2 separate regions of the Sus scrofa genome follow, and region 2 is linked to region 1. The links are chromatin contacts, called in public HiChIP or PLAC-seq maps. All regions are on one chromosome and are shown on one strand. Each heading gives the region's core, a stretch centred on a gene start, on an enhancer-like site or on the middle of the called end of the contact. The rest is flanking DNA. Distances are from core to core; before and after follow the strand shown.

Region 1 (6,955 bases), core at 2,424-4,923:
TCTGTGGAATGTTAGAGCATTAGTGCTGATAGACATCAGGCTGAAAATCATGGCCTTAGCTTTTATCCAGGTGGACCCATTAACTGACCCCACATGAGAAGGGTTTAACTCCCAGTCATAAGCAATCTTGGACCAGGACAGGCCTCTCCTGTGGTGGGAAGGAGCCTGCCCTTGGAGAAGCTTCAGAGACCACCTGCTCCCTCTAGGAAGCTCATTTCCAAGAGGAAGAGGGGAGAGCTGTGCCAAAGAGGCCTAGATATTCTTCCAAGATTGATACATCAGGTAAATAACTCCACGTCTCACAGGCCAGAGTGAGAAAAAGGGTGGAGAGAGAAATGTCACCCCCATAGAGACCCCTCCACCTGGAGGGCAACATAAGAATGAGGAAAAGGCATTGCTCCTTTAAAACATATTCATTCAAAAGTCCTGATGTGGGCAGAAGGCAGCACACTTACAGATCTAAAAGAGGGACCATGAGGCTGAACTTCAGAGCCCAGCACAAACCGAAGCTGCAAAGAGAAGTTTCTTGCAATCTGTACTAAGGACCTTAGTCTTTATTGTAAGGTCTTAAGCAATCTGATGATATTCTAATTTTAAAAGATTACCCTAGCTAAGAACAAAGATGGAAATAACAAAGAATAGGTGTGAGAAGACCAATGAGGAGGTCTTTCAGTTAGTCCAGGTGAGAGATGAGGAGGCTCAGACCAGGGTGGTGGCAGGAATAATAACAATGGCTGATATTTATCAAGCTCTTATTATATACATCATTCTAAGAGCTTAACATTTCATAGCTCATTTTATCCTCACAGCCTCTTTATGAAATAGGTACTATTATTCCCACTCCATAGAAGGGAAATCCAAGGTACAGCAAGATTAAGCAGTTTACACAAGATTGCACAGTTTGTGAGTGGTGGGCCCAGGATTTGAATCGTGGTGCTCTGCTTCCAGAGTCCACTCTCTTCACCACTATGCTTCCCCAATTCACTACCAGGCAGGTGTTTCTTAAGCATTCAGAGCCATCAGCCTTTGCTTTCTCCTCTACACTATATTTCTAACAGCCTGTCACTTTCCTACCAAGGGAAATACTGGATGTCTATACTTTCTTCTTGAGTCAGTCCCCTCAGTAGGAACCCAGATATCTACTGCCCGATGTACAATCACAGCTTCCTTACATTCCCTTTCAGCCCCTCTCAAAGCTCAAGGTAGGCAAATAGTATAGCTAACCACTTCCTTAATTCAGCTTTCCAACAGAAGCAGCAAAAGTCCTTTGACATTTTCAGTAATGACTTGGTGCAGGGGAAGAATAAAGTAAAAAAAATGACAAATTCTTCAAGATGGGCCATCAAGTAAAATACTATTAAAATGAAAAGCACTGTTTTGTATAATGATATTTTAATGTGTAATCACTGTGCTTAAGAAAACAAAGCCATTGACAGATGAACGAAGAAGATGTGGTACACATACAATGTAATACTACTCAGCCATAAAAAAGAACAAAATAATGCCATCTGCAACGACATGGATGCAACTAGAAATTCTCATACTAAGTGTAGTAAGTCAGAAAGAGAAAGAAAAAAATACCCAATGATATCTTTTACATGTGTAATCTAAAACATGCACAAATGAACCTGTCTACAAAACAGAAGCAGACTCACAGACGTAGAGAACAGACTTGTGGCTGCCAAGGGGGATGGAGGAGGAAGTGGGATAGATAGGGTGTTTGGGGCTGGTAGATGCAAACTATTACACTTAGAATGCATAAGCAATAAGGTCCTTCTATAAAGCACATGAAACTATATCCAATCTCTTGGGATAGACCATAAAGGAGTATGAGAAAAAAAACGTGTGTGTGTGTGTGTGTGTGTGTGTGTGTGTATGCATGACGGGATCACTATGCTATACAGGAGAAATGACACAACTCTATAATAAAAAAAATTAATTTAAAAGAAGAAAACAAAACAGATGGAAAGTAACAAACAGTAAACAGAGCATTTGAGGAGTCCGCCTCAATGCTTCCACTGGCAAAATGAAACTAATAATATTTCTCATTACACATGTATACAACTAAGTGGGTATAAGATGATATCGCAGACATAAAAGCATTTTTGCTAAATTGAAAAAATTATACAAATAGAGGATTTTTGTTGAGTATCCCTCAAATAACCCAAATGGGTTTAGGAAATTCTGTGTCCTAGGCTAGATAAACCAAGTATGCCACAGTAACAAACAATTTCAGAATCTTCATGGTTCAAGGTAATAAGAGTTTATTTTTTAAGCATGTTACTTGTCCAGGATGAGCCAGCAGAGGGACTCTGCTCATCATAGTTACTCACAAGGGAACTGCCACTATCTCAGATGCTTCCAGCTGCAATACTAGAGGGAAAGAGAAAGCTCTGAAGAGTCTCACACCTACAACTTAATGCTTCAACCCACACTCTCACAACTCATTGACCAAAAAGAGTAACATGTGTCCAAAAGGCAGAAAGCCAGAAACAGTAATGGATATCACCAATGGCCACCACAACCAGAAATGTAAACAAACCCTAATATTTGAAGAGTACAAGACACATAAGCTACAAAAAATAAATACCAAGCAACCTCAATGCTCTCAAACAAGTCCTATTTCAATGCCAGATGTAACAGATATTTGACTATTTTCCCCTTCCCCTCAGCTGACAATGCTCCAAATTTCTTAGTCCTGTGATCTGTAAACTCAACTCCCATCCATAACTCCAGGGTCAGGCCCAGATGAGCTTAAACCAACTATATGGCCCATCCTCCTAAATATACTTTGAATTCAGGGATTAGCACATGACACATGTCACATGATTAAGGTCTTAATAATAGTCATTTTATCAGTTCTGGGAATTTGCTGGAGACATAAGTTTTCTCCCTCTTACTGGATTCCAACCTAGGAAGCAAGTAGTCCTAAGGGTCACCGACAGCATCTCAGAACCAAGAGTGGATGAAGCTGCCAAGAATAATTCTTACACTGAAGATGCAGGGCCAAGAAATGCAGAGAAATAAACTAGTCCAAGCTTCTCCTGAGGCTAGTCATACCTCTGGCTTTTTAGTTATATGATCTGTCCATTTATAGTATTGTCTAAGTCAGTTTGAGTTGATTTTTCTTTTATACCCAACAAATCAAATCTCAAGTAAGAGGGTTAATAATATACACAAGATTAGTTTGTGTTTTTATATAATAGTTTACTTTTATTTCTATATTTGCCTTAAAGAGTGAGTCATGGACGGCTGAGCCTAAATGCAGTTGGCGGTTGTCTGGGGACACTGCCTGCGTCTATGAATCCCACAGGCCAAACCCCAGGAGCTTTCGCAATGATTACCAAAGTTTCAGCACTAGCAAAAGATCTCCCCACATTTGATGAAATATTTTTATGTTGTAACAGCTATAAAAAGTAACTGTCAGGATCTTGGGTGGGAGAGGCTATTTTTCTTACCAGAGAGGCAGCAGATAGAGTACTATTATAGTACAAGTTGGATTCTAAAGAGAAAAATAGCCCTGACTTTTAGGGAAGAGATTATCTCTAAACCATAAAATGAAAACCAAAAAAGAGACTGTCCACAGACTACTTGCATTAAAAAGGAAGTGGTCTAAAGGCATTTGCACCATGCAGGAAATATGTGACACGCCCATGTTTATGCAAAGATCCCAAAAAAATGCATGTATGGGACAAGCTGGCCTGGAGATTGGACATCTGGCGCCTCACTGGTACCAGGCAGAACCACAGCTCCTCAGTATGAGTCAAGGTTGCTCAGTGAGGAATCCACAGCATTCACAGTTGGGAGGAATCGAGAAGTGATAACACTCAACCCACAGAAGGGGCTTTACAGAGAGTCATCAATAAACACTGGTTACATTCATTATCACCAATACCACCATCATCATCATAACATTCTCCTGTGCCTGGGCTCCCCACCATAAGCAAAAACATTTGTGGCAGGGGAGAGAGCAGAGGGCACATTTCCCCCAATGTTCACCTATTCATTCATCTAAGGGTCTTCTATGTGTCATGCAATGCGTCATTGAGCCAGAACTATAGAGGTGAATAAGCAAAGACCTGACCCTGCACTTTAGTTGTAGGAAGAGAGGCAGGAATAAGCAGATGATAAACTTGTACACTGATGACACAATTTAAGTAAGTGATCAGTGCTATGAAGAAAACAGTGAGCAATAGAGTAGGAACACCTTGCCTGACAAGAAGATGCCTGCTTCATGTACCTTCAAGATGACCCTACCTATGAGACCACTAAACACCTGTCCCCCAGGGGATGTCCAAAACAGTCCTTCAAGCTATCAGAAAAATAAATTAAGAATTTCCATACATATTTTAACAAAGATTTCAAAATGTAAAGTTACTAATATTTAATGCACATATGTATTCACACACATACAAATGTACATTTCTATGAATACATACACACATAAACATTATAATTACAGATATACAAAGTAAATATGGGAAGTAAATATTGTAAAGATTCTCTTTTCACAAGTAGGGAGCATACTTAGAAAGTTTTAAGAGGGCCAAGTTGAAGACGCAACACTGTTATGGTCAAAGGAAATGAGTACGACTCATGTGTCACCAAGGCTTAGACACAGAAAGGAAAATTTAGTTTGTGTGTAATGGTGTCTCTTGTATCATAAAATGACACTAGCTAACAGGGGTTGTCTCCTGACATATGCCAAGCACTGGACTGAGCACTGAACATGCATAATCTCATGTAATCTTCAAAAAATTCCAGCGAGCTGTTACCACTTCAGCATCATTTTACAGATGAGAAAATCGAGGCTCAGAGAAGTTTTAAGAGTTGCCCACAAAAGCTATGTTGCATGGAGTCATGTGTTCTCCCAAATGGTATGTGTTTCCTGGTAAATGAGTCAGAAACAAGGAGTCAGTCTCTAGCCTCCCTTCTGATCAGTAAACTCACTCACCCTCTTAGGACATTCTTCATCTGGTGAAAAGAGCCTCCCTAAATTAAAGCACAGTGGAGCACACACACTAATTCAATCAGCTGGAGCAGTCACTTTCAGTCCTTTCAATCTAGGGAGAGTGTCACGGGGCTTGTCTAGGGAGCTTCATTTCCCATCTAGACCTCAAAAACAGAGACAGTGGCAAGGTGAGCTTTCAGAAAGGCCTTGGTCTCACCCCAAAGCAAATCTGCCTGACAGTGTCATGAACCTTGTTCTGCTTTCCACTCTCAGGCCTTAGTTTGGTGTTTTAGCAACTGAAAGACTGTTCTAGAGCTAGTAAATGGCCCATGAATAACAATTTATCTACCAAAAAACTAATATTGGACAATTACCAGGGGAACAAATTAAATTTCCCTCTGAGATTAATTTAATCACACTAATTTTTTTTTCCTCCAGGGTGTTTAGATGCATACAACTTATAAAACCTTTTAAATTGTTCCAGATAAAATGATAACTTTTCTTTCACGACATCTGAAAAAGGACTAAAAATGCTCCTAAAATTATATAGAGAGTGAGAGAAACTTCATATATGCCTTCTCCAGAAAGATCAGAGTTAAGACAAAAGGAAGCATACTCAAAAGAAAAAAGAAATCCAAGATTGTGTTTCACTGGGACTTTTACAGGGCATCCCTAATGATATGTTTGTCTCCTGCTTCTGCTTTGCCAAAGCTCTTCTCTGCCTCCTCCTTGCAGGTCTGCCATCTGTTGAGAAGCAGGCCCTTAGCTTTGGCTCCTTGGCCCATCTCAGTCTAGGGTTTTAGATGCCTTAGACAACCAGAGTGGGCATTTCTTTGGGTTGATGTGGGGTCGGCTTGCTGAACTACAGAGACGCCTTTGGATATCAGTACATACAAACTGTGTTTGTTTATTAGGACAAAAATTAGACCCTGTTGTACAGTCTGGGAACTAGGCCAAATTTCAGGCAGGACCTCAGCATTTAACACAATAACAAAGGCACAGTGGAAAAGTCCAGTTAATGAGGAAAGGCACCCATAAGGAATTTCCCCAAGGGCCAAGGAGTTATAATAACACATTATAAATAGTCTAATCCTTCCTAAGATGCTACCTCTCATAAGAGGGTTCTACACAAACACCAGCTCTGGATAACTATGCAATTTTCTCCTGAACCCCCGAGGATCAGATGAGAAGTGAGTGTAACTCTCAGTTCCCACCCTCTGAAAGATGTTAGAGCAACTGGGACCCCTGGCCAATTCATGGAGATATGTGTGTCCTCCTACAGCATTCCTAGGCTTTCCTGCTCTCTGGCCCATTCTCATTCAAGTTCAGTGATAAATCTAAATTTGAGCAAACTGGAGTTCCCGTTGTGGCACAGCAGAAACAAATCAGACTAGAAACCATGAGATCACGGGTTCAATCCCTGGCTTTGCTCAGTGGGTTAAGGATCTGGCATTGTGGTGAGCTGTAGTGTAGGTTGCAGATGCAGCTCAGATCTGGCATTGCTGTGGCTGTGGCGCAGGCTGGCAGCTGTAGCACCAATTTGACCCCTAGCCTGGGAACCTCCATATGACAGAAATTAATTAATTAATTAATTTAGGCAAACTGACATCACCTGGCTTTGTGACTTTTGTTTACTGAGTGGTTTGGGGAGTAAAGGGGAGGAATGTAGAACAGGCTGGAAAAGAGAGAAGGAAAATTGTCTATACAGATTGGGGAAGAGAGAGGCTTTAAAAGCATCTTCTATATTAAAACACAATAATAATAATTTACAAATGAATGGAAGTATCAATCTTTTACTTTTTGCAATTACATCACATACAAAGCCTTTAATGAATTTTCATCAAATTTGCAAGTTTTGCTTAGGATGGCTTATGTTAAAATAAAGCCATTCTTAAATTTGCTTCAAGGAAATGGCAATGGGGCTCCCTAATGACATATATAAAAATAGGCAGTTGTCCTCTGTAGGAGAAGACAAAGAGATTCAGTAAGAAGTTCAAGGGAGTG
Region 2 (6,955 bases), core at 2,552-5,051, 690 kb before region 1:
AAGAGGCCAAGAAACCTTAATAGACATTGAGAATATTCACTGTCAGATGATCTTAAAGCAATCTTTTCATGGTGTCATTTAGTTCAGAAACCTTAAGAGTCTAACCATTACTTCATTGCCTGAACTCCTGAACATGGATGTTAAGTTTCTCCTCAGTTTGCCCTTAACTCTGTTCTGTCCTGTCTCCCACTTGAGCCCATACATGCCCATTTGGACAGTGTTGTCCTGGCTGAACCATTCCACTCACTAATTGCTTCTTGGTCTCACCTCTGGACCTTTAAATCCTAAACTTCACTGCTCTTTCTTCTTTTCTGAAACACAATTCTTACCTATTTTAAAAGCTCAATGTAATCCTTTTCATATCTGACCTCTGTTTTCTTTTTCTGTATCCTCATTGTTCCTTTTTCTCTGTATCAGTGTTCCTTTTTTCTCTGCATCTTGCCTTTCCTCCCCTTCTTTTTTTTTTTTTTAATAAACGTTGTTGGAAATAAATTAATTTCCCAGACAACCTTGGAAAACACAAAAGATAATTTGCCAAATATAGGACCTGCATTGCTATTTATGTATATATTTAAGTTTTATTCCCCCAAAGAATAATGATTTCATTGTTGTTGTAAAAATGATGAATACTTAATGTTACCACTTTATCTAAAATAACCTCCCCACTGGCCCACTTGCATCACTTTCTATAATTTGCTTAGGTTTTGTGCGTACTCAGTAAACCTATGTTGGATGAATGAATCCATTTTATCATTCTGTCATTTTCAAAAGATTCCCCCTTTTGCTTTTAGAGTAAATTTTAAAAAAATCTATGGACATAAATTAGTCTGTGGGATTCTAGAGTCTCCTAGATTTATGTCATTTGATTTACTTTCAGAATCCAGCCATCTAATCTCAGCCAAATTTCCTGCTAAATTCTCTTGGCACTCAGCTGAAATTTTAGAAATCAAATCCCTTTATATCTTGCCTTGTTTCCTTCTGAATTTGTGTTTTGGTTGGTCTAAGACCTTAAGTAAATGCTTCTGGAACCCGTTAGGAAATGCGATTCTTACTGAATATGGTATTGTACTTAGATTGTATGAATGGAGGCATAGATGACAGATGCCTCCAGCAGGGGACCCAGGAGGGTGCCCCCATCCCTTTATTCCAGGTGCCTACACTTTGACTACACTTAGTTTTGACTTGGACTAATTTTCCCATCATGGAAATCCATGACTTTCTCAAGTGGATATGGAATCTAATGTTCTCTTTCTGCCTAAATTCCTTTGTTTCTTTACCTGGCTATGAGTGTGAGTTGGGAGATGTTGACCTTGAGATGAGAGTGTAGACAGAGATGTCTACAATCAAACTGGGGCTTGCAGCCTCTGCTAAACCAGCCAGACTTCCAAACAGCTATGCTATTTTCTCTTTCCAAATTTCTAAAAAATTATATTTCGAAATGATCAGAGGCCATTCAAATTAAACACACATACACACACAGAGAAAAATCCTCAAATCCTTATCACTTTTTAGAATGGCTACAATCCATCACTAGGGACTGGTTAGGAAAAATTTAAGGATTATTTGTCAGGCCTTGGCCCACAGATAGGGATTATCTAAGAGTGTGGTATAATGTCTGAGTTTCTAGAAGCTCAGGGACCAGACTGATTTGGGAGGGATGTTCCCTAAGGTGTCACCCCAGGAGAAAGGTAAAGCTGTGTACAGAGCCAGGAGAGATGGGCACATGTATCTAGCACAGTGATAAATGAAGAACACTCCTTGGAGGATAAACAGAGTCCACGAGGGACTAAATGGAAACTGAGGCTGAGAATGAGTTGGGTGGTTTGGGTGCTAGTTTAAGAAAGGAGAGAGTTATTGTGCTCCAGGTTGGCGTGGCCCTGCTGCTTAGATGCAGCTGCCGGGCTAGACACGAATCTCTTTGCTTGGATTACCCACTTTGCCTGTGACCATATGCTGACATAGTGCTGCCTGGTTGCTGACTAATTTGTTTGGATCCTGTAATTTCCAAAGTCACGAGCAATAATCACGGCGTTGAGCAAGTATAAGACAGTGGCATACACTTTTTTTTTTTTAATAATTTTTTTAAATTTTCCCACTGTACAGCAAGGGGGTCAGGTTATCCTTACATGTATACATTACAATTACATTTTCCCCCCACCCTTTCTTCTGTTGCAACATGAGTATCTAGACAAAGTTCTCAATGCTGCTCAGCAGGATCTCCTTGTAAATCTATTCTAAGTTGTGTCTGATAAGCCCAAGCTCCTCAGCCATAAAAAAGAATGACATAATGCCATTTGCAGCAACATGGATGGAACTAGAGAATCTCATCCTGAGTGAAATGAGCCAGAAAGACAAAGACAAATACCATATGATATCACTTATAACTGGAATCTAATATCCAGCACAAATGAACATCTCCTCAGAAAAGAAAATCATGGACTTGGCATACACTGTTCTTTAGGAAGACATCTAGAGTTAAAAAAAAAGCCAAAAAACTTATTTAGTTTATGGTTTGCACATTACGCTTCACCCACGTCATCTGATTTGAATCTCACAACAAGCCTGGAGCACATGTTATCTTCATTTCACAGAGGAGAAAACTTGAGGTCAGAGAGTAATGTTTAGTTACAAAACTAGAGAGGTAGTAAGTGCTGTAGCCAGATTCCAAATCCCAGTCTTTTGACTTAATCCAGTGCTCTTATCACAGTTCCTTTTTATCTCAGTGTAAGAATAAGCTGGCCTTAGCGATGCTGTACCAAGTAAGGGAGATAATATCAGATTTTGACTTTGCTTGGCTATGACTTTTTCTTGAAACTAAAGAAGGTGATGAAAATAGATTATTTTGTGGTTAATGCATTTCCTTTTGGCTATTTTCCATTCTGGTGCTTTTGCCTGAGAAGATATAAAGCCATGTGGCATCTGGTTGCTTGCTTAATTTAAGGAGCAAACTCAAATTGGCAAGAATGTGAATGAGCTCTTGTATCACAGAAGAGCCATGAGAAGTGCTGTGGAATTTTCTCTTTGGATAAAAGTGTAGCCCTCATAAGTTGTCTCAGTTAAGTCTAAGAGTAATTTATTTTTCCTCTAATGGAGAAGTGTAAAGGTACTTTACAATGTAAAAGGAGTCAGTCAGGAATTTCAGTTTCCAATTATGTGTTCTCAGTATTAAGGAAATTGATTTTAAAAATACCTTGTAAGATATCAGGTGCCTAAATTCTCTGATTTCAATACATTTGATTGTTGTTCTTATAAGAATATTGAAGAAAAGTTTTCTACAAAGAGCCTAGAAGAAACTCCACAGGAAATTAGAAATCTTTAGAGAGTTTACAGATATTGGTTGAGCAAAAATCCTTAAAATCTGTGTGATGGACTTCTAATAAGGCCAAATAAAAATAAGTCCTTTTGTCTTTTGTTTCTGTTTTTACAAGATAACAGATTCTTGAAATCCTCTTGTGGTGCAGTGGGTTAAGGATCTGCTTTGTCACTGCAGTGGCTCGGATTCGATCTGTAGCCTTGGAACCCCTGGCAGGGCCAAAGGAAAAAAAGATAACAAATTCTTATGAAAGAAAATATAAAAGAATAAATCAAATACTTATTTTTGTTATGTGCACAAGATATGCTTTAAGTTGTTTTGGAAGACAAGAGTGGGGAAGATTTGTTTTCATGTAGTTCTTTTTCTTTTCCCTCTGCCTGGCTTCTCCCTTTTGCTTCTAAGCTCCTGTTGACTTCTCAGCTGTCTGGCCACAGAGGGCAGGATCACACCATGAGTAAAGCTTCTTTAATTTCTAGGAAGAAATGGGCTGAACTATATCCCAGACACTTGGGGATGATGCCTTCTTCCTGGGTTTTCCTCTTCCTCTTTCAGATGTGTGTATTAGTCTTTGGTGCACTTTGCCTCTTCAAATATTTAAGGAACTGAGAATGAATACAAACATAACACTATTAAGTATGATTTTAAAGACAGAGCATCTTGAAACTCTCAACTTCTGTAGGAAAAGCCCCGTAGTGGTGTGTGGGAATGACATACACAACTGTGTTGTGTGCTGTGTACCAGTCCATACTTGAGCCACTCATGGGTAGGCCAGAGCTCAGAATCTCCCTCTTATCCTACAAGGCTAATAGTACTAGCCCTGTTTTTGGTTGCTGCAGCCATTCTAAAGCCACAAAAGCCAGAGAATTCTGGAATTTTTATATGTTTGTGTGAGAGTTTTTGTTTTTATTTTTTTAAATAAACCACCTAAGGTACCTTACTAGTTCCCTCATTGACTGAGTTGAATAAAATCTTTAAAATGTGTTTACTTTTATTTATTTTTTTTGGTTAAACTAGCTTTAAAAATTTTTGAAATTTTATATTGAGGTATAGTTGATTTACAGTGTCGTGTTAATTTCAGGTGTATAGCAAAAGTGATTCAATTCTACATATATATCTGTTCTTCTTCAGATTCCTTTCTCCTGTAGATTATTACAGAACATTGAATAGAGTTATCTGTGCTGTACAGTAGTTCCTTGTTGATTATCTATTTTTTGTATAGTAGTTTATATATGTTAATCCCAACCTCCTAATTTATCCCTCCCCACCTCCCCCATTTTTTCCTCTTTGGTAACCATAAGTTTGATTTCAAAGTCTGTTAGTCCGTTTCTGTTTTATAAATAGGTTCATTTGTATCATTTATTTAGATTCCACATATAAGTGATATTACATGACATTTGTCATTCTCTATCTGACTTCTCTTAGTATGATAATTTCCAGGTCCATCCATCTTGCTGCAAATGGCGTTATTTCATTCCTTTTTATGGCTTAATAGTATTCCATTGTATATATGTACCACATCTTCTTTATCCACTCCTCTGTTGATAGATGTTTAGGTTGTGTCCATTTCTTAGTTATTGTCTATAGTGCCATAATGAATGTTGGGGTGCCTGTATCTTTTCAAATTAGGGTTTTCTTCAGATAGATGCTCAGGCATTGGATTGTTTGATCATATGGTAGTTCTATTGTTTTATTTTTTATTTTTTTGGTAGGCAGTACATGGAAGTTCCTAGGCCAGGGATTGAACCTGTGTCACAACAGCAACCCAAGCCATTGCAGTGTCAATGCCAGGGCCTTAACCCATTGTACCAAAAGGGAGCTCCCTATTTTTAGTTTTTAAAGGAAACTCTATACAGTTCTCCATAGTGGTTATATCAATTTATACTCCCACCAACAATGTAGGAAGGTTCCCTTTTCTCCACACCCTCTCCAGCATTTATCACTTGTAGACTTACTGATAATGGCTATTCTGTGAGGTTATACCTCATTGTAGTTTTGTCATTGTCATTTCTCTAAAATTAGTAGTTTTATCATTGTCATTTATCTAAAATTAGTGGTGTTGAGCATCTTTTCATGTGGTTTTTGGCCATCTGCGTGTCTTCTTTGGAGACATGTCTAGATCTTCTACCCATTTTTTGATTGAGTTGTTTGTATTTTTGGTAAAGAGCTGCATGAACTGTTTGTATATATTAGAGATTGATCCCTTGTTGGTTGCTTCATTTGCAGATTTTCTCCCATCATGTATGTTGTCTTTTCTGTTTTTTTTTTTCAAAAAATTTTTTATGATTTACTTTGGTGTGTAAAACTTGTAAGTTTAATTAGGTCCCAGTTTATTTATTTTTTTATTTCCATTACTCTATGAGACAGACCTAAAAAGATATTGCTGAGATTTATGTCAAAGAGTGTTCTTCTACCTGTTTTCCTCTTGGAGTTTTGTAGTATCTGGTCTTACATTTTGGCCTTTAATCCATTTTGAGTTTATTTTTGTGGTATTAGAGAATATTCTAATTTCATTCTTTTACATGCAGTTGTCGGTTTTCTCAGTACCGTCTTTTCTCTGTTGTATATTCTTGCTTCCTTTGTTGTAGATTAATTGACCATAGGTGCCTGGGTATACTTTCTATCTTGTTTCATTGATCTATAAGTCTGTTTTTGTGCCAGTAACATACTATTTTGTTGACTGTAGCTTTGTAGTATAGTCTGAAGTCAGGGAGGGTGATTCTTCTAGCTCTGTTTGTCTTTCATAGCAGGATTGCTTTGTCTATTTGGGGTCTTTGGTGTTTATATACAAATTTTTTTTGGTCTTTTTGTCTCTTTAGGGCTGTACCCATGGCATATGGAGGTTCCCAGGCTAGGGGTCACATCAGAGCTGCAGCTGGTGGCCTATGCCACAGCCACAGCAACATGGGATCTGAGCCGCATCTGCAACCTACACCACAGCTCATGGCAGAGCCAGATCCTTAACCCACTAAGCAAGGCCAGGGATTGAACCTGCGTCTTCATGGATGCTAGTTGGGTTCGTTAACTGCTGAGCCATGACAGGAACTCCTCCATACAAATTTTTAAATGTTTTGTTCTAGTTCTATGAAGATGCTACAGGTGATTTGATAGGGATTACACTGAAACTGTGGATTGCCTTGGGTAGTATAGTCATTTTGACAATAGTGATTCTTCAAATCCAAGAACATGATATATCTTCCATCTGTTTGTGTCATCTTTGATTTTTTTCATCAGCATCTTATAGTTTTTGGAGAAAAGGTGTTTTGCATACTTAGGTAGGTTTATTCCTAGGTATTTTATTCTTTTTGATTTAATGATAAATGGGATTGTTTCCTTTTCTAATCTTTTGTTGTTAGTGTATAGAAATGCAAGAGATTTCTGTATATTCATTTTGTATCCTGAAACTTTACCAAATTCATTGATGAGCTTTAGTAGTTTTCTGTGGCATCTTTAGGGTTTTCTATCTATAGTATCATTTCATTTGCAAACAGTGACAGTTTTACTTCTTTTCTAATTTGGATTCCTTTTATTTCTTTTTCTTCTGATCACTGTGCTAAGACCTCTAGAACTATGTTGAATAAAAGTGGTGAGAGTGGACATCCTTCTCCTGTTCCTGAGCTGAGAAAAAATTCTTTCAGCATTTCA

The links. HiChIP or PLAC-seq counts read pairs in DNA pulled down with a chosen protein or histone mark.
Region 2: a contact with region 1 is called in an H3K27ac HiChIP or PLAC-seq map of alveolar macrophages. The contact joins two enhancer-like sites. A contact is called at or near these places in 1 of 47 Hi-C or Micro-C datasets (embryonic fibroblasts) and 1 of 2 datasets of contacts at active chromatin or transcription factors (alveolar macrophages).

Annotation. Positions count from the first base shown.
Region 1 is chr1:121,721,994-121,728,948 of Sscrofa11.1, reverse strand. The region is part of intron 3 of ATP8B4 (probable phospholipid-transporting ATPase IM); the gene reads right to left. Among named protein-coding and RNA genes, the nearest start is that of ATP8B4, 96 kb to the right of the region's middle. Within about 2 kb of position 3,673, at least 21 of the 83 cell types and tissues checked have an H3K27ac peak or open chromatin away from gene starts, as enhancers often do. A contact at or near this core is called in alveolar macrophages, where this site is marked.
Region 2 is chr1:122,415,892-122,422,846 of Sscrofa11.1, reverse strand. All of the region lies in intron 9 of GALK2 (N-acetylgalactosamine kinase), which reads left to right. Among named protein-coding and RNA genes, the nearest start is that of GALK2, 120 kb to the left of the region's middle. Within about 2 kb of position 3,801, at least 3 of the 83 cell types and tissues checked have an H3K27ac peak or open chromatin away from gene starts, as enhancers often do. A contact at or near this core is called in alveolar macrophages, where this site is marked.